Linked DNA regions of Mus musculus: regions 1, 3, 4 and 5 are each linked to region 2. The links are chromatin contacts, called in public HiChIP or PLAC-seq and Micro-C maps. All regions are on one chromosome and are shown on one strand. The core of a region is the stretch at or near the end of the contact, and the rest is flanking DNA. Distances in the headings are between cores, read along the strand shown.

The links. Hi-C and Micro-C count contacts between places; a contact is called where the count stands out from the background. HiChIP or PLAC-seq counts read pairs in DNA pulled down with a chosen protein or histone mark.
Region 1: a contact with region 2 is called in an H3K27ac HiChIP or PLAC-seq map of embryonic stem cells, with 15 read pairs. The contact joins the promoter of Urad here to the enhancer-like site in region 2. A contact is called at or near these places in 6 of 39 promoter capture datasets (the C10 cell line, the HPC-7 cell line, HPC-7-derived erythroid cells and 2 more), 5 of 484 Hi-C or Micro-C datasets (the AML12 cell line, the G1E-ER4 cell line, embryonic stem cells and 1 more), 4 of 115 datasets of contacts at active chromatin or transcription factors (all in embryonic stem cells) and 3 of 9 other capture datasets (embryonic stem cells, embryonic trunk and pancreatic islet).
Region 3: an H3K27ac HiChIP or PLAC-seq map of embryonic stem cells shows a contact between it and region 2, with 5 times the contacts expected there. The contact joins two enhancer-like sites. A contact is called at or near these places in 1 of 15 datasets of contacts at CTCF or cohesin (pro-B cells), 1 of 484 Hi-C or Micro-C datasets (trophoblast stem cells), 7 of 115 datasets of contacts at active chromatin or transcription factors (embryonic stem cells, pancreatic cancer cells and stem cell-derived neural progenitor cells) and 1 of 9 other capture datasets (embryonic trunk).
Region 4: an H3K27ac HiChIP or PLAC-seq map of trophoblast stem cells shows a contact between it and region 2, with 3 times the contacts expected there. The contact joins the promoter of Gtf3a here to the enhancer-like site in region 2. A contact is called at or near these places in 8 of 39 promoter capture datasets (the 3T3-L1 cell line, 3T3-L1-derived adipocytes, the HPC-7 cell line and 4 more), 1 of 15 datasets of contacts at CTCF or cohesin (large pre-B cells), 2 of 484 Hi-C or Micro-C datasets (the N1E-115 cell line and embryonic stem cells), 13 of 115 datasets of contacts at active chromatin or transcription factors (acute myeloid leukemia, bone marrow-derived macrophages, embryonic basal ganglia and 9 more) and 3 of 9 other capture datasets (embryonic tail, liver and pancreatic islet).
Region 5: a contact with region 2 is called in a Micro-C map of embryonic stem cells, with 2.3 times the contacts expected there. The contact joins two enhancer-like sites. A contact is called at or near these places in 4 of 39 promoter capture datasets (cranial neural crest, liver, macrophages and 1 more), 1 of 15 datasets of contacts at CTCF or cohesin (pro-B cells), 4 of 484 Hi-C or Micro-C datasets (bone marrow-derived macrophages, embryonic fibroblasts, embryonic stem cells and 1 more), 3 of 115 datasets of contacts at active chromatin or transcription factors (T-cell acute lymphoblastic leukemia, embryonic basal ganglia and memory CD8 T cells) and 3 of 9 other capture datasets (adipose tissue, liver and pancreatic islet).

What each region holds. Positions count from the first base shown.
Region 1 is chr5:147,321,146-147,323,896 of GRCm38.p6, reverse strand. It overlaps Urad (ureidoimidazoline (2-oxo-4-hydroxy-4-carboxy-5) decarboxylase), which reads left to right and starts at 1,457. Exons shown (of 2, transcript NM_001039678.2): 1 at 1,457-1,740. The coding sequence starts at 1,566.
Region 2 is chr5:147,154,347-147,157,046 of GRCm38.p6, reverse strand. No RefSeq gene overlaps it. Among named protein-coding and RNA genes, the nearest start is that of Gm34994, 3.6 kb to the left of the region's middle. Within about 2 kb of position 1,361, at least 47 of the 459 cell types and tissues checked have an H3K27ac peak or open chromatin away from gene starts, as enhancers often do. A contact at or near this core is called in the N1E-115 cell line, embryonic basal ganglia, embryonic stem cells and 3 more, where this site is marked.
Region 3 is chr5:146,911,123-146,913,976 of GRCm38.p6, reverse strand. No RefSeq gene overlaps it. Among named protein-coding and RNA genes, the nearest start is that of Gm10858, 15 kb to the right of the region's middle. Within about 2 kb of position 1,461, at least 50 of the 459 cell types and tissues checked have an H3K27ac peak or open chromatin away from gene starts, as enhancers often do. A contact at or near this core is called in embryonic stem cells and trophoblast stem cells, where this site is marked.
Region 4 is chr5:146,947,268-146,949,967 of GRCm38.p6, reverse strand. Gtf3a (general transcription factor III A) reads right to left here and starts at 1,311. Exons shown (of 9, transcript NM_025652.3): 1 at 993-1,311. The coding sequence starts at 1,187.
Region 5 is chr5:146,971,090-146,973,888 of GRCm38.p6, reverse strand. No RefSeq gene overlaps it. Among named protein-coding and RNA genes, the nearest start is that of Mtif3, 8.7 kb to the right of the region's middle. Within about 2 kb of position 1,493, at least 19 of the 459 cell types and tissues checked have an H3K27ac peak or open chromatin away from gene starts, as enhancers often do. A contact at or near this core is called in embryonic stem cells, where this site is marked.

The DNA of each region.
Region 1 (2,751 bases), core at 208-2,707, 170 kb before region 2:
GTGCCTTTTAGACAGGAATAGGGAAGTCTCACCGGTCTAATCTCACCAACATAGTTGTCCAGACCTGTATAATGACATCACCGGCTGACATGCCAATACGGATGGGGAAAACTTTACAAGGTTTCACCCCCTTTAACATCCTTTAGCCTGTAGGCTAAGGCCACCCCTTCAAGCAGTGCTTTATAGTGATTGTACCAGCAGGGGGCGCCCGAGCACCACAGTTTCCGAAACAGAGTGTCAAACACCAGGTTTGACTTGTTACTGCCCCTTGGTACCTAGAAGGGCAAATATTGGGCGAAAGGAAAACAAGGCGTCTTTGGGGAGAATTTGTCCAGGGTGCAATCGTTTCTGGACTCGCGATAATGAGCGCTTTTCGTGCTTGTTCCTAGTCCCACACTGAGTTCTCCTGAGATCAGAGCCCCTCTCCTTCCCACACACTAGGGCAGGGGCGCCTCTCTTTGTGGCGCATGCCCCTACCCCACCCCCTTGCTGTGGTCTGTGGTCTTTCTAATCTTTTCTAGGCTGTTTCCCCTCCCCGCTCCCCCCTCCATCCCCCACCCCACCCCTACCCCGTGAAGAACACCACCAGTAACAGCCTTAGATAAACTGCTGCTGTGATAAAACACTTACCAAAAACAATCTAGGGAAGGCAAAGGTTTGTTTCAGTTTATAGTTTATAGGCTGTTGTTGAAAGAATCCAAGCCAAGAACTCAAGGTGAGAACCTGGAAGGCAGATTCAACCCTCTCTTCTTGGGCACAAACACACACACACACACACACACACACACACACGCTTGTACACATACAAAATACACCTAATTAAAAAAATATTTTTTTAAACGAGAGAAGATAGCACACTCCACCAGAGGCACCTTACCCTGTTCTGTTTACACTAATTAAGTCTATGTGGTGTTAAGCATTTAGAGTTCAAAGAAAGATTAAAACGCAGTGCCTGTGCTCTAGAGCAACAGCAAGGACAGATGAGGTGCTTGTGAGTTACCGTGTGGGTGCTGGGGACAGAACCAGGGTTGTCCCTGAGGACACTGTCCTGGTAATCCAGGCAGGTCACAGGGCCACCTGTTTGGTCTGCATGTGGTACACAGATTACATGCAGGTAAAAGCATACGTGCACACAGACAAGATGGTAATGGCACCAAGTGTCTGTCTCATTACATACGGCCACCGCCGCCACCTCTTGTTATGGCAATGCCTCGGGTGGAATCATTCTTTCTGCAGAAGTCTCTGCTCTCCTGATCATAGCCTTAAGCGGAGGTGGCGGATAGCTCAGTATTCGGGTGCTCCTCGAGCATGCGTGAGACCCTGGGTTCTGTCTCCAGCACACATATTACCCCTACCACCAACAAAACAGTTAAACCTGTGTTTCTCATCGCAGGACCGTTCTGGATAAGCTCCTCCCAGAGATATTTAAACCAGGGTCAGCTGCCCTTGCACAGGGCCAGCATGTGTGTTCAGCAAACACAACCCATGAGGAGGAATTAGCTCACTCGCTCGATGAGAGCGGACCACAGGCAGGGCAGAACACTGCCTCCAGTCCAGGATCAGCCATGGACATGGTGAAGGTCAATTCCATGGACTTCGGAGAATTTGTGGATGTGTTTGGGAACATTGTTGAGAAATGCCCTCTGATTGCCGCTGCTGTCTGGTCCCAGCGTCCATTCTCTGGCTTGGAAGACTTAGAAAATCACTTTTTTGCCTTTATTGATGCTCTCCCGAGATCAGGTAAGACTTCAGGACCGTGTGCGCGAAGTCATTTTCAATATTGTATATAAAAATATTTTAGATTACTTTAGCCTCCTTACTCAGTTATTTAGCCGGGATTATTAGAAGGATCAGTAGACATCCTTTCAAACGCTAGTCTCTTGAAGGTGGACACAAGAACATGGGGGCGGGATGGGCAAGGTAGCATGGATGGCCGAGGACAGCGGAGGCAGAGGGAGGACAATCTCTGAGGTCGAGACCAGCCTGATCTAGAGCGAGTTCCAGGACGGCCAGGGCTATTGGAGGTCAAGAATGGGAACAGGGCAAAGGCCTTGGTGACTCAGAAGCTGAAGGCCCACTTTGGCAATGCCCTGGATGAAAGAGAGGATAGCGAGGACCTCCCAGGGACCCCAGAGAGGAACGGGAAGCGCTGAGCGATTTTCAAAAAAAAAGGGCCGGTTTGGACCAGACAAGGATGCATTCATTTAGATCCCAAGACTCTTTGCAGAGAGAAGTAAAATGGGAGCAAAGCAATGTTTTCTGGGGAGAGTGGGCCACAGGGTGGGGAGAAGAGGGGGTAGAGGTTTATTCAGGATGGCACAGCGGCCGAAGGTCCAAAGGTACATAGTCCCTGTTCATAGGCTACTATGGGTTCTGAGAATAAACCCGACATGCCCTTGGGGAACAAAGTCAGAGGGTAGGAGTCACCTGCCCTTGAGACTGTTCTTAGTCTTCGGTCAGGAGGGTGGTCTCAGGACAGAGCAGGCACTCGCAGCTGCGTTCAGTATGGCTGTGACACTCTGTGGATTCTCAGACTCCTCTGTATGGCTGCCTATGAGAACTTACAGAGGAAGAGCACAGGTCCAGGTTATAAAATCAAGCTGAGGACTGGAGAGATGGCTCAGCAGTTAGGAGCACTGGCTGCTCTTCCAGTGGACTGGAGATCAATTTTAAGCACACATTCCCCACCCCCCAAAGATGCTCGCAAAGGCGTCTAACTCCAGGATCTGGTGTCCTGCTCTGGCCTCCGTA
Region 2 (2,700 bases), core at 112-2,611:
CCTGCCTAGCAGGTTTGAAGCCTTTGACTTCTAACCTAAGAACTGCAAAAGAAATTTCCGGGCTTTTGAAGATGTCTGGAGTGTTAGGAACCAGGTCCACCCTCACCCACCTTCAGCAACTCAGTTCCAGCAGCCACATCGTCACCTACCGCCAAATGCCATACATTTCTGTTGTCACCACATATATAGCCTTATATACACATATATACATACACATCTATGGATTTACTTCATTTTGTGCTCCCCCTACAACCTCACTCCCCCACCCCCCTACCCCCCCCAACCCACCCCCGCGCAATAAATCTCTCCCCTGAGATCTGTTGCATGGAGTGGCTTTGTGGCATTCCTTGGCCCCAACCCACCAAAACCCTTACAAGGAGTGCATTTGCAAGGACCCCCAACCCCTTACCACATGCAGATCCTAGCACTTCCTCCTCCTCCATGCAATCTGGAATCTAGGAGCCACACCCTTTGTTTACATATAGTTAAGTTACCACTAACCAAACCTTCCTGAAATGCTCTCTCCCTCTGAACTCCCGGCAACACCCAGTGAGACTGGGTTCTGATCTACTGCATTTTATTTGTGGGCCAACCAGAGAGTCACAAAGAGTAGTGACTTCTTCCCCCTCATAGACTTTATCCCCTCTCCCCTCATTCTTAGTTTCAAAGATAAATAGCTCTTGTTCCTTATGTGGCATTCTCTTACAGTGGGACCTCCCAACCTCAGCAACAAATATCCACAAATACTGAAGCCACAACCCAAGGAGGGCCTCCAACAAGCGAGGCTGCTGATGCGGTGTGTTTTCACATATGGTTAATGGGTAGCGTGCTTTATAACCTACGCGTGCTTTTTAGAAGATAAACCAAGGAAATCTGTGCCAGGCAACACATCAGGGCATGAGTCCCTGGGCCACCAACATCTCTGAGAAGCTGGTCCAGGTAGCCCCCAAATCCCAGAATCACCCAGACCTACATCCTCCTCTCAGATCTCCACTTTCCAGCATCCCCAAGAACTTGACTTTAGAAATTCCACGCACGCTCTGAACCTCCTCCAGCACCGGGTGTCTCTCTGTACTCAGAGGCCGGGCAGCTGAGGGGGAGGGGGGACTCAGGAGGGGGGCGTCATAGAGTGGAAGGATACAAACTTGGGAAATAAACATTTTTTGGGAACCCTCCAGATTGTCTTAGAATCAGCGGGACTCATGAGCCAGCCACAATAGGTTCACTTTCATGTGGGTGCAGAAGCAGGCAAGACTTCCAGGCAAAAAGTGTGAATGTGAATTTAGCTAGTTTTGGATAAAGCCGCCTTTCAGCGTCACTACACAGCGTGAATGCAGGCGCGGTGGAGTTACAACTTAATGAGCTGAGGGGAAGTGCACAGGGTCAGGCCTCATCTCCCAGCCTCTGTCATGCTAATCAGCTAGGCAGCCTGCATCTGAAAAACTGCTGGAATTTTTATTTGCATTTCATTTGCTTGGAAGGAAGTTGACCCAGATGGTCCACAAAGGCCCTAGGAGGCTGGCAAGCAGTGTGGAGGCTGCACACTTCTCCGAGGGCCTGCCCTTGTCTGCCCATCCCTCTTTGAGCGGAGGGCATAAAAGATTAAAACAGCGGAAGGGAATTGATTTCATGATTTTTAGATAATTTCCCCAAGATTTTAGAAAGGACCTCCAAAAAACCTAATTTAATCAGCCAGGAGCTCAATAGTAATTACAGGGAAGAAAAGCTGGGGTAATGAAAGAGGTGGAAAGGATTTTTTGCTGTTGCCAGTGGGAACCTTTTTCTTAATAGGATAAGCCCAAAAACTAAACGATGTTAATAGCATCAAGCACCGGCGGCCAGAGCCCACGGCTGGCGCCTCAGTGAGTGGATGATGGATTGCCCAAGCCACTGCTCTCGCCAAGGGGAGCTCCGACAGTTGGCCACAGAGGTGATCTGCCTGGCATTTCCATAAGCGATTGCCTGCATCTCAGAGCTTGGGGGTCTGTGAGCTAGTCTGGGGTTTTGTCTCTACAAAGTCCCTTCAGTGGAGGGCGGCTCAGTCCTATCCAGGTAAGACGTTTACCTCAGCACTAGCCTTGATGACATAGTTTTTGAGAGCTTTCGGTGTCTAAATCAGGGCTGTGTCTTCTGTCGGCTGTGTGACCTGGGCGGGGAGTGGGGGGGGGGGGGAGGGGGTGATTAGCCTTACTTCATTTCCATGCACAGAGACTCCAGAGTTAGGATACTATTTGGTCTCCATTCCAAGTACGAAGGCACAGAGCTGCAAATGGCTGTCCTACTGATATGGTATAGGGCCAGGCACCCAGAGGAGAATACAAATGCCTTTACAGAAGTTTTTAAGGGGTCTGGAGAGAGGGCTTTGTGATTAAGAGCACTGGCTGCTCTTCTAGAAGCCCTGGGTTTGGGATTCCCAGAACCTTCGTAGGAGCTCACAACTGTCTGGCACTCTCTTCTGGCCTTCTAGGACATCAGGCAATCACGTCGTACACACATATAAAAGCAGGCAAAACATACATTCATATAATGTGTGTGTGTGTGTGTGTGTGTGTGTGTGTTTATACATGCAGGTTTACCACAGTGATCAAATGAAGATCAGAGAACACCTTGTGGGAATCATTCCTACCATGTTGCCAGTCCATTGATCAAAGCAGATGTCAGTCAGTGTAAAACACTCCTTACTTAGCATATAGTGGACAC
Region 3 (2,854 bases), core at 212-2,711, 240 kb after region 2:
GGCAGGCCTTATTCCGTGAATGCCACTCACCCTGCTGTGTCTGCTGTCTGACATCTAGATGTCAGGGCTGGGGAGGGCTAAGGGTGCTCCGTTTCACACTCAACGCCTGTCGGGGACTTTGCAGGTGGAACCAAATATTAAACACAGGCTGCTGGACCCTTGATCTGCTCAAATGTAAGAATTTTGAAATCTACAAACACTCCCATATGGGTGAAGACACCATGTGTGGGATCTGCTGGAAGGACCGGCCCAGTATGGTTGCTGGCCCAACCTCTCTGGATCAGGAGCTGCATGTTTGGGCCTGTCAGACTCCATGTCACATCTGAATAGGATACAGACAAGCATCCCAAACCACCAGCTCCCTGTCTGGAAGGATTCCTAGTAACACACCCGTAACTAAACCGGCCCCATAACAGGGGAAGCCTAAGGCTAATGGTTCTCGACTTACAGGGGTCTGCTTGAGGGTGGCTCCTCCTGATGAGGCGAAAGCAGGTGCTTTCAGGAGAAACAGGTACTTCAGGTTTTAAATGTGGCTCTTCTCCCTGGCTAGTGACATGCAATTTGATGCTCTTTCATGACGTGGGGGGTGGGGGGCGCAGATAGCAGTGATCTCAGCTCCCAGTCTATCCTGCAACTGATACATTGGGCCACAACCACATGCTAGATCTCTTCAGGGTTGGTGGACCACAGGGTTTTCCACTTAGGGTGTGTCAGCCTGGTGTATTTTTATTGAGGCACAGCCTGGTCATTACTTACGATGCAGCTGGCAATGGTGGTGCTTTAATCCCAGCACTTGGGAGGCAGAGGCGGGTGGATTTCTGTGAATTCGAGGCCAGCCTGGTCTACAGATGGAGTTCCGGGACAGTCAGGGATACACAGAGAAACCCTGTCTTGATCTCCACCACCCAAAGATGCCAATGGCTACTGGGAGTAGACAGTGTGCCAGACTCAATTCTTAGTTCCTTAAGCTCATTAGCTGAATTAGCCCTCCCAACACGTTCCTTACCTCTATTCTATATGTGAGCACACTTGGTTGCTGCACACAGCTTAAACCACTTGAAGGGGACCCAGGACATTCAGCCCCACCAGTCCTCCTGCTAAAGCTTGTTCAAAGCAGTCTGCTCCACTTATTTCTACGGGGAACAAGAGGGTGCCCTGGTGGAATAAGGACCAAGCAGCCATAGTGACAGTGGGGCAGAGGGTGGGCACCCTTTTCGTGATCTTTCCTTTTGCCTCGGGTAGACATCTTTGCACTTTCTCCTGTGTACAAATCGTTTCAGGATTCACCTTGTTTTGCTTTTCACTTGTTTCCCTTGAGAGATCCTGAACCAAGAGGGCGGGGGGGGGGGGGTGGGGGGGAGCAGCGAGAGCCACTTCAGCAAGCCACTTCCGGTTACCTGCTGCACCCTCCGGGGCAGCCAAGCGACACAGTGGCTAGGTCAGGGCGGTCTGTTTGCTGACTGCAAACAAGGGCCCTGCTGGGGACGTCAGGGGAGCAGCTGCTGAGTGCCCAGCGAAGCTCCAGTGTGGTTTGTAAAGTAAACGGACTCTAATTTGGACAAATACGGCAGGGGCCTGGAACTCAGGACAGATAAAGTTGCAAGGAAGTGCTGACCTGGAGGGACAAGGTTTCCAGGCCCCAGTGGGAAGTGGGAGTGGCCCAGGAATGCCCTGAACCTCCCAGAACTATAGCCTGCTCACAGCCATTTGACACCTTAGGCATTAAACAGGACATTTGTAGGAGAATGGGGAGGGGAAGTGGTCCACGGAGGTATTAAGTGTCTGTTTATAGTTACATCACCTTGTAGGAAACGCAAGTTCACTTAAGTCTGAGGTTTAACATGTCTATCCTACAGCTCAGGCAGGCACGAGAACATCAACTAGGCATCAAAATTTTCCTTTATAGTTTGTGTGTGTGTGTGTGTGTGTGTGTGTGTGTGTGTGTGTGTGTGTGTAATTGTCGAAAGGGAATGGAATTTTGTAGGAGAGAGCAGAGTGGCTGGCCCAGAGTGAGTGCTCAGTAGATGGCAGCAGATGGATGGTGTCTCATTTACAAGTATTCATTCAACAAACACAGTGCTTGTAGCAGAGTCCTGCTTCCCTAGCTCAGCCACAGCCTTCACTACAGCTCTGCTCCCTTGATGCACAACATCATCATGACATTTGGAAATGTCTGGAAACGGTAACGGTAACGAACTCGTCCAATTACACAGGGTGGTCCCAGGTGCGTGGTGAAGCCACTTGGCCACACAGTCGAGGGTTGCTACTCTCCAGGCACCTGGTGAGGTCAAACTTCAACCCAAACAGCAGTTTCCTTTAGGTGCCCAAGGCCAGCTCCCTCACCTCCTTCTGACTCTGCTGAATATACTGCCTCCAACTGTTTCATGCACAGGCGACAGGCCTCATCTAGGACCAATGTCTGCCTTTCTTAGGCTCTGGGAGGAACAGTGTGACTGAACAGTTCCCCTCTTCTGAGGAAGAACTGACTGGAGAAGTGTCCATTCATCAGGAGGAATTCCACAGAGGTTATTGGAGTGCCTCGTAGCTCCCCAGGATGGGTCCCTACAGCAGGGCGTGGCACTGAAGTCAGAACTCTCCAGGACAGGAGGCATCAGAGGCTCGAGAGGGGTGACCTGTGCCGGGCAGGCAGGAAGGGTCACTGCAAAGTTTCTATGAAGTTGGCTCACTCCAGAGAGGCTCATTTCATTCCCAGTGAACCACAGAGGTGGTCCTAAGGGCTGAGTCTCCATGGTAACACTATCGTTGGGCTTACACTGCTTGCCTAGCTGTGTATCCCCTGCACCGCGTATTCACCCTTCTCCATGGCTAGCCTGGTCTCTTGCCTGGCTACAGG
Region 4 (2,700 bases), core at 62-2,561, 210 kb after region 2:
AGCAGGCACAGAGACAGTTAAATGTGTCACAACAGCTGAAAAAGCTCACAGGTGCAAAGGCAACCGAAGGAAACAGCTCCCAGCCCCAAACACAATCTCCAAGTGGGACCCTGGAGGTGGGGAAGGGGATGCTGTCATGAATCCACAGTAAAGCTATATCATATCCTAACATCCAGTTCTGTGTTTCCCAACTATGGAAATAATCTGAAATACAGGAAAGGTGGCATCAAGCCTTCAATCACAGCCAGTGGACAGGAAGACACAAGTGAGCCACACTGCTCAGCACGGCGTCAAAGAACCTTGTTCAGATCCAGTCCCAGGGCAGGACCCGTACTAATCAAATTATTGTCGAGTTTGGAACAATAAACACAACTTCAAAGCCACGTGTGGTGGTGCACACCTTTAATACTAGCACTCTGGAGGCAGAGGCAAGTGGATCTTTGAGTTCGAGGCCAGTCAGGTCTACAGAGTGAGTTCAGAGTGAGTTACACAGAGAAACCCCGTCTCAAAAAAACAATGATAATAATGATGATGGTGATGAACCACAACTTTTAAGTGTCCACTAGAAAGCAAGCTCTGCCTCGGACACAGGGACAAAGAAAGGCCAAAATGTGGGAACAGAATGGTCAAAGAGAAACAGGGATAAAGTTACAAAGTATGTTATGAGGGACAACAGTGGGTTGGTAAGTCTGTCAAGAGATAGACCAGGGTACAACCAAATATAAGAACCAGGGTAAAGGGCCAAGCAGGAAGGCTTTTCCTGACCACCTTTACCCACAGCCTTAGTACCCGACCAAAGCCCGCCTGCAATTAAAAGGGTGCACACTTGTTGCTTGCAGGAAATCCTGACATCCTAGAATTCGGTCTTTGCAGAGCGCCTGCCCTGCCCTGCCCTGCCCTGCCCTGCCCTGCCCTGCCCTGCCCTGCCCCAGCCAAGCCCAGGACGCAGCCCCTGCGCCAGGCCCTGCCGTGCACACGGGCGGCCAGGTTACCTCCCCCGTGTGTTTGCATAGGTGCGCGTCTAGCTTCCAGGCTTTGTTGTAACTGGCGCTGCAGTCGGGAAAGGAGCAGATGAACCTGCTGGGCAGCGCGGGGCGCGGCGGCGCGGGGCCCTCACAGGCCCCGACGAACGCATCCGCGATGGTCAGCGACGACACCGCTTCCGCGACTGACACCCGCGGCTCCAGGGCGACACGATCGGGCCCGGGCTGACGCGGGGCAGCCACGTGCCGTCCCCGGGAACGCGGGACGCAAGCCACTGGCGCCCGGAGACTTTGAACTTCCGGGAACGCGGCCCGCTAAGGCTCCAGGCCCCGCCCCTTAGCCCCCCCCCCACGCGCGCCACGACTGCGCATGCTCCCAGAGGCCGTAGAGCCCGGTTGCACATGCGCATCCAGGACTCGTCCACGGCGAGAGGCAGCCAGGCTCTGGGCTCTGGTTTCGCGGCTTAGGGAAACGGAAGCGCTGCTTAAACGTCCCAAATATCAACCTGACATGACTTAAGGTGGCCTGTTTTTCACATTCCAGTTTTGCCCTCTGCATCCTGCCACTAGCCTCAGGACATGGTGAATCCCAAGCTTGTCTGCTCCTTCGAGTCACGTGGAATTTTTTTTCAAAATTCCGAAGCCCAGAACTTAACCAGGACCAATTAAACCTTAATTTCTGACAGCAATTGTGCTGGTGTTTTGTCAACTTTCCTTTTGTATCACTGAGTCCTCTAGTGTTTGACGCTGTTTTCAGTTGTGGGATTTCCTCTTTCCCTTATCTTGATTTAATCTCCGTAATGGCAGAGACTGGAAAATACCCTATTCGAATCCTCCCTGGCAAAGTGTAGTGCATCAATGAAGGGCAGAACCGATCTTTCTGCTAGTTGGATGACGACAACCATGGGAAATCTTAAAGCTTGTTTGTTTGTTTGTTTGTTTGTTTGGTTTTGGTTTTTCGAGACAGGGTTTCTCTGTATAGCCCTGGCTGACCTGGACTTCACTTTGTAGACCAGGCTGGCCTCGAACTCAGAAATCCGCCTGCCTCTGCCTCCCGAGTGCTGGGATTAAAGGCGTGCGCCACCACACCCAGCTTTTTTTTTTTTTTTTTTTTTTTTTTAATGAATATCTTTACTGAAGAAGGTTAAAATGTACTTTATTCCAGTCAAACTAATCTACAAGAAAAAGGATTGAATGGAGGGCGGTCTCAACACTGTTGACAGGTCATTCTCTGTGCGGCCCTGTTGGGATCTCATGCTCACGGCCCCCTCTGCTCCTTGTAGTCATGCCCCATGCGCATGTGCAGATTGCTGGCCGGCTCTTCCTTCCTTCCAGTCCCTCTTCCCCTTTCTCACTCTCTTGTCTGCTCTACCCCATCAGCGGACACTCTTCTTTCAGCTCCAGTCTTCTGTCTCTCCTTTTCCCTGAAGATGAGCTTCTAGAAGATTCTGAGATCCCACCCCTGTGACCATTGTTTTCCAAGGATTTTGGTCTCAGTCAAGCAGCCTGGACTTCTTCATCTTCTTTTTCTCCTCCTGCTTGATAACCCTGGTTAGACAATATGGGACCCAGCCAGGATTCAGGTTCTTTCCAGACCCTAACATACCAGTTTCGGGAATGGGGAGTGTGTTTGGGGGAGGGGGGCAGATTGTGAGTCATGAACATGGACAGAACTAGCCCAGTAGTGGTAGTGCATGGCTTTAACCCCACACAGGAG
Region 5 (2,799 bases), core at 244-2,743, 180 kb after region 2:
GTGGGGAATCTACTGCTGTTGTTTTGCTAAACGGACATATTGTCAAACCGCCTTCTAAATATTCAAGATTATATACACAGGTTGGTTGCAGTGGAGAGTGGTTAATGCCAAAACTGGTAACTGCCAGAGTGCCGAGAAGATGTGTCTGTTGAGTGCCTGACTCTAAATAAGGAGTCGTTGCGAAGCCTTCCCTTCGCAAGACTCAAGGGACGTCACTAAAGAGAGGGCAGAAAGGATGTAAGAGTTGCAGCATAAGGAGGAGAGCTGTGAGATGCCACCTTCCGGACGTGGCACGGCCATTGTACTCATTAACTCACCACAGCTGTGGTCACCTGCACTCAACCCACACAAGGTCAAGTCCAAAAGGTCACTCAGTATTTCAGTACTGGTGGGGGAAGGACGCATGAAGCACCACCCCTAGCTAAGGAGCCACTGGCAGTTGATAGCTGCTGGGGAAGGGAGCATTGAATTTCTTGAGGGGTGTGGCTGTTGGTAGACTCTCCATGCCAGGATAGTCCACTGGCACACAGTCATCGCTTTCTGTCAGAGATGGTTCTAAGGCAGGCATACGCTGCTGAAGCCTGGCAAAGCGGAAGACAGGTTTCCATTTAGTACTTCTGTCACAAATAACCATCGACGATCAACTGACCTCCTGCCTCAAGTTGCAAGCTGCCGGTCTGCTCTCTAGCTTCCCATAAGCCAAACTTCCACCCAGGTCTTACAGACTATGGGAGCGATGCTCAGGGCCAGAGTATCCTTTCATAGGCTGAGACCAGGCGTGGTCACGGAGAATACAGCCTGGCCAGGGCAGGCAAATGGACTGACCGACTGCTCTGTACAGAATACTGTAGGTGTGCTAATGAGGGTAACAGATACAGGAGAAGAAAAATCGCAATTCAATTCATCAGTAGAAAACTAGGGTAGGGATGGAGAGATGATGGCTCAGTGGTTAAGAGCACTGACTGCTCTTCCAAAGGTCCTGAGTTCAATTCCCAGCAACCACTTGGTGGCTCACAACCATCTGCAGTGGGCTCCGAAGCCCTCTGAAGATAGCTACAGGGTACTCATATAAATAAAATAAATAAATCTAAAAAGGAAAAGAAGCCGGGCGTGGTGGCGCATGCCTTTAATCCCAGCACTTGGGAGGCAGAGGCAGGCGGATTTCTGAGTTCGAGGCCAGCCTGGTCTACAGAGTGAGTTCCAGGACAGCCAGGGCTATACAGAGAAACCCTGTCTCAGAAAACCAAAAAAAATAAATAAATAAAAATAAAAAAATAAAAAGGAAAAGAAAGAAAACCAGGGTGATGTGGATTCTATTGGTTAAACTGCCATGTGTTGTTGGCACTTATTGAGAGTGGATTTTGATATCAAGGGGCTGCCTTGTCTCAGATTCAAGAATATTGGTGTCCTCTAAGACTAGAGTAACCCTCCTGGGGTACCCTGGGATTTGAGCCCTGTAATGGAGAAGGGGAAACACCCAACAGCTAATGCTATTCAAAGCATTGTGCTCTTAAGCACAGTTAGAAGGCAAACTGGTTCCAACAGGAGTTTCTATTCTTGTCCCCTTGATATTAAAAGACTTGTGGTGGGAACAAAAACAGTAGAGGCTCTTCCCTGGAGAGAATCCCAGGCTGGGCCTGAAAATCTGTCCCAGGATGAAGGCTCAGCAGCAAAGCCAGGATAACGGGTTTACCATCGTTGGCTTGGTTGTTTCGACCTGAGTTGAAACCATCTGGTCGCTACCCAATCTCTCTTTTCCTTTTGCTTGCTTCATGCTTAATAAACTCACTCTTTGAAACCTAAAGTGTGGCTGCCACAGGCTGTTCTCTGGACAGAACCACCCAACCCAAGCATTTTTGTTTTGTGTTATTGTTTGAAGGAAATGACAGGCAGGGAGCTTTGCTATGACAAGCTCATCCTGGCCAGAAGTCGATTTGGAGTAAGAGGAGCCAGAGGTTGCGTTAGACCAGGGAGACTGAACTTGACTTTGAAATTCAGGAGCGGGCGGGGGTGGGGGGGTGGGGGGGAGGGTAGTAAAGCTAACAAGGCAGATATAACAGTGAGATGAGGGAGGCTTTAGAAATAGCTCGAGTGTGAAGAGCGTTTGGTTTCAAAGGACCCAAGTTCGAGTGTGAGCGGTGGCTCACGATTGCCTATAAATCTAACTTCAGGGACATCTGAAGCCTCTCTCTCCCTGGGCCCTGCATTCCACCACTGTGTACACACTACCTCTCTACAGACACACAATTTTGAAGACAAACAAACAAAAACAATAAGATGTAGCAGGCAGAGTAAAGTCAGAAAAGAATAAACAACATATAAAAAGAATTGCAAATTCAGATTCCATGATATCATGGTCACTTAGCATAGCAGCATTTAGCACAGGGGTGTTGGTATTATAGTGTCATCCTATAATAGAGTAGTTATAATGATGTTGCCCTTTAAAAATCATATGCTACATTCCAGATATTAAAAACATTATTATAGAAAATATTAAAAATGATTAAAAAATTATATAATATAAGGGGCTAGAGAGATAACTCAGGCATTAGGACATACTGCTCTTCCAGAAGGCCAGAGTTCAAGTCCCTGTACCCATATCAGATGGCTCACAACCGCCTCCAACTCCAGAAGAATCTGATGACTCTGTCCTTCTTGGGCATCTTCACACACACACACACACACACACAGAGAGAGAGAGAGAGAGAGAGAGACATGCACATATGCAAAGACACACACAAATATATACATATACACATATACACATGCATATACAAACACGCGTACACACTTAGGCAT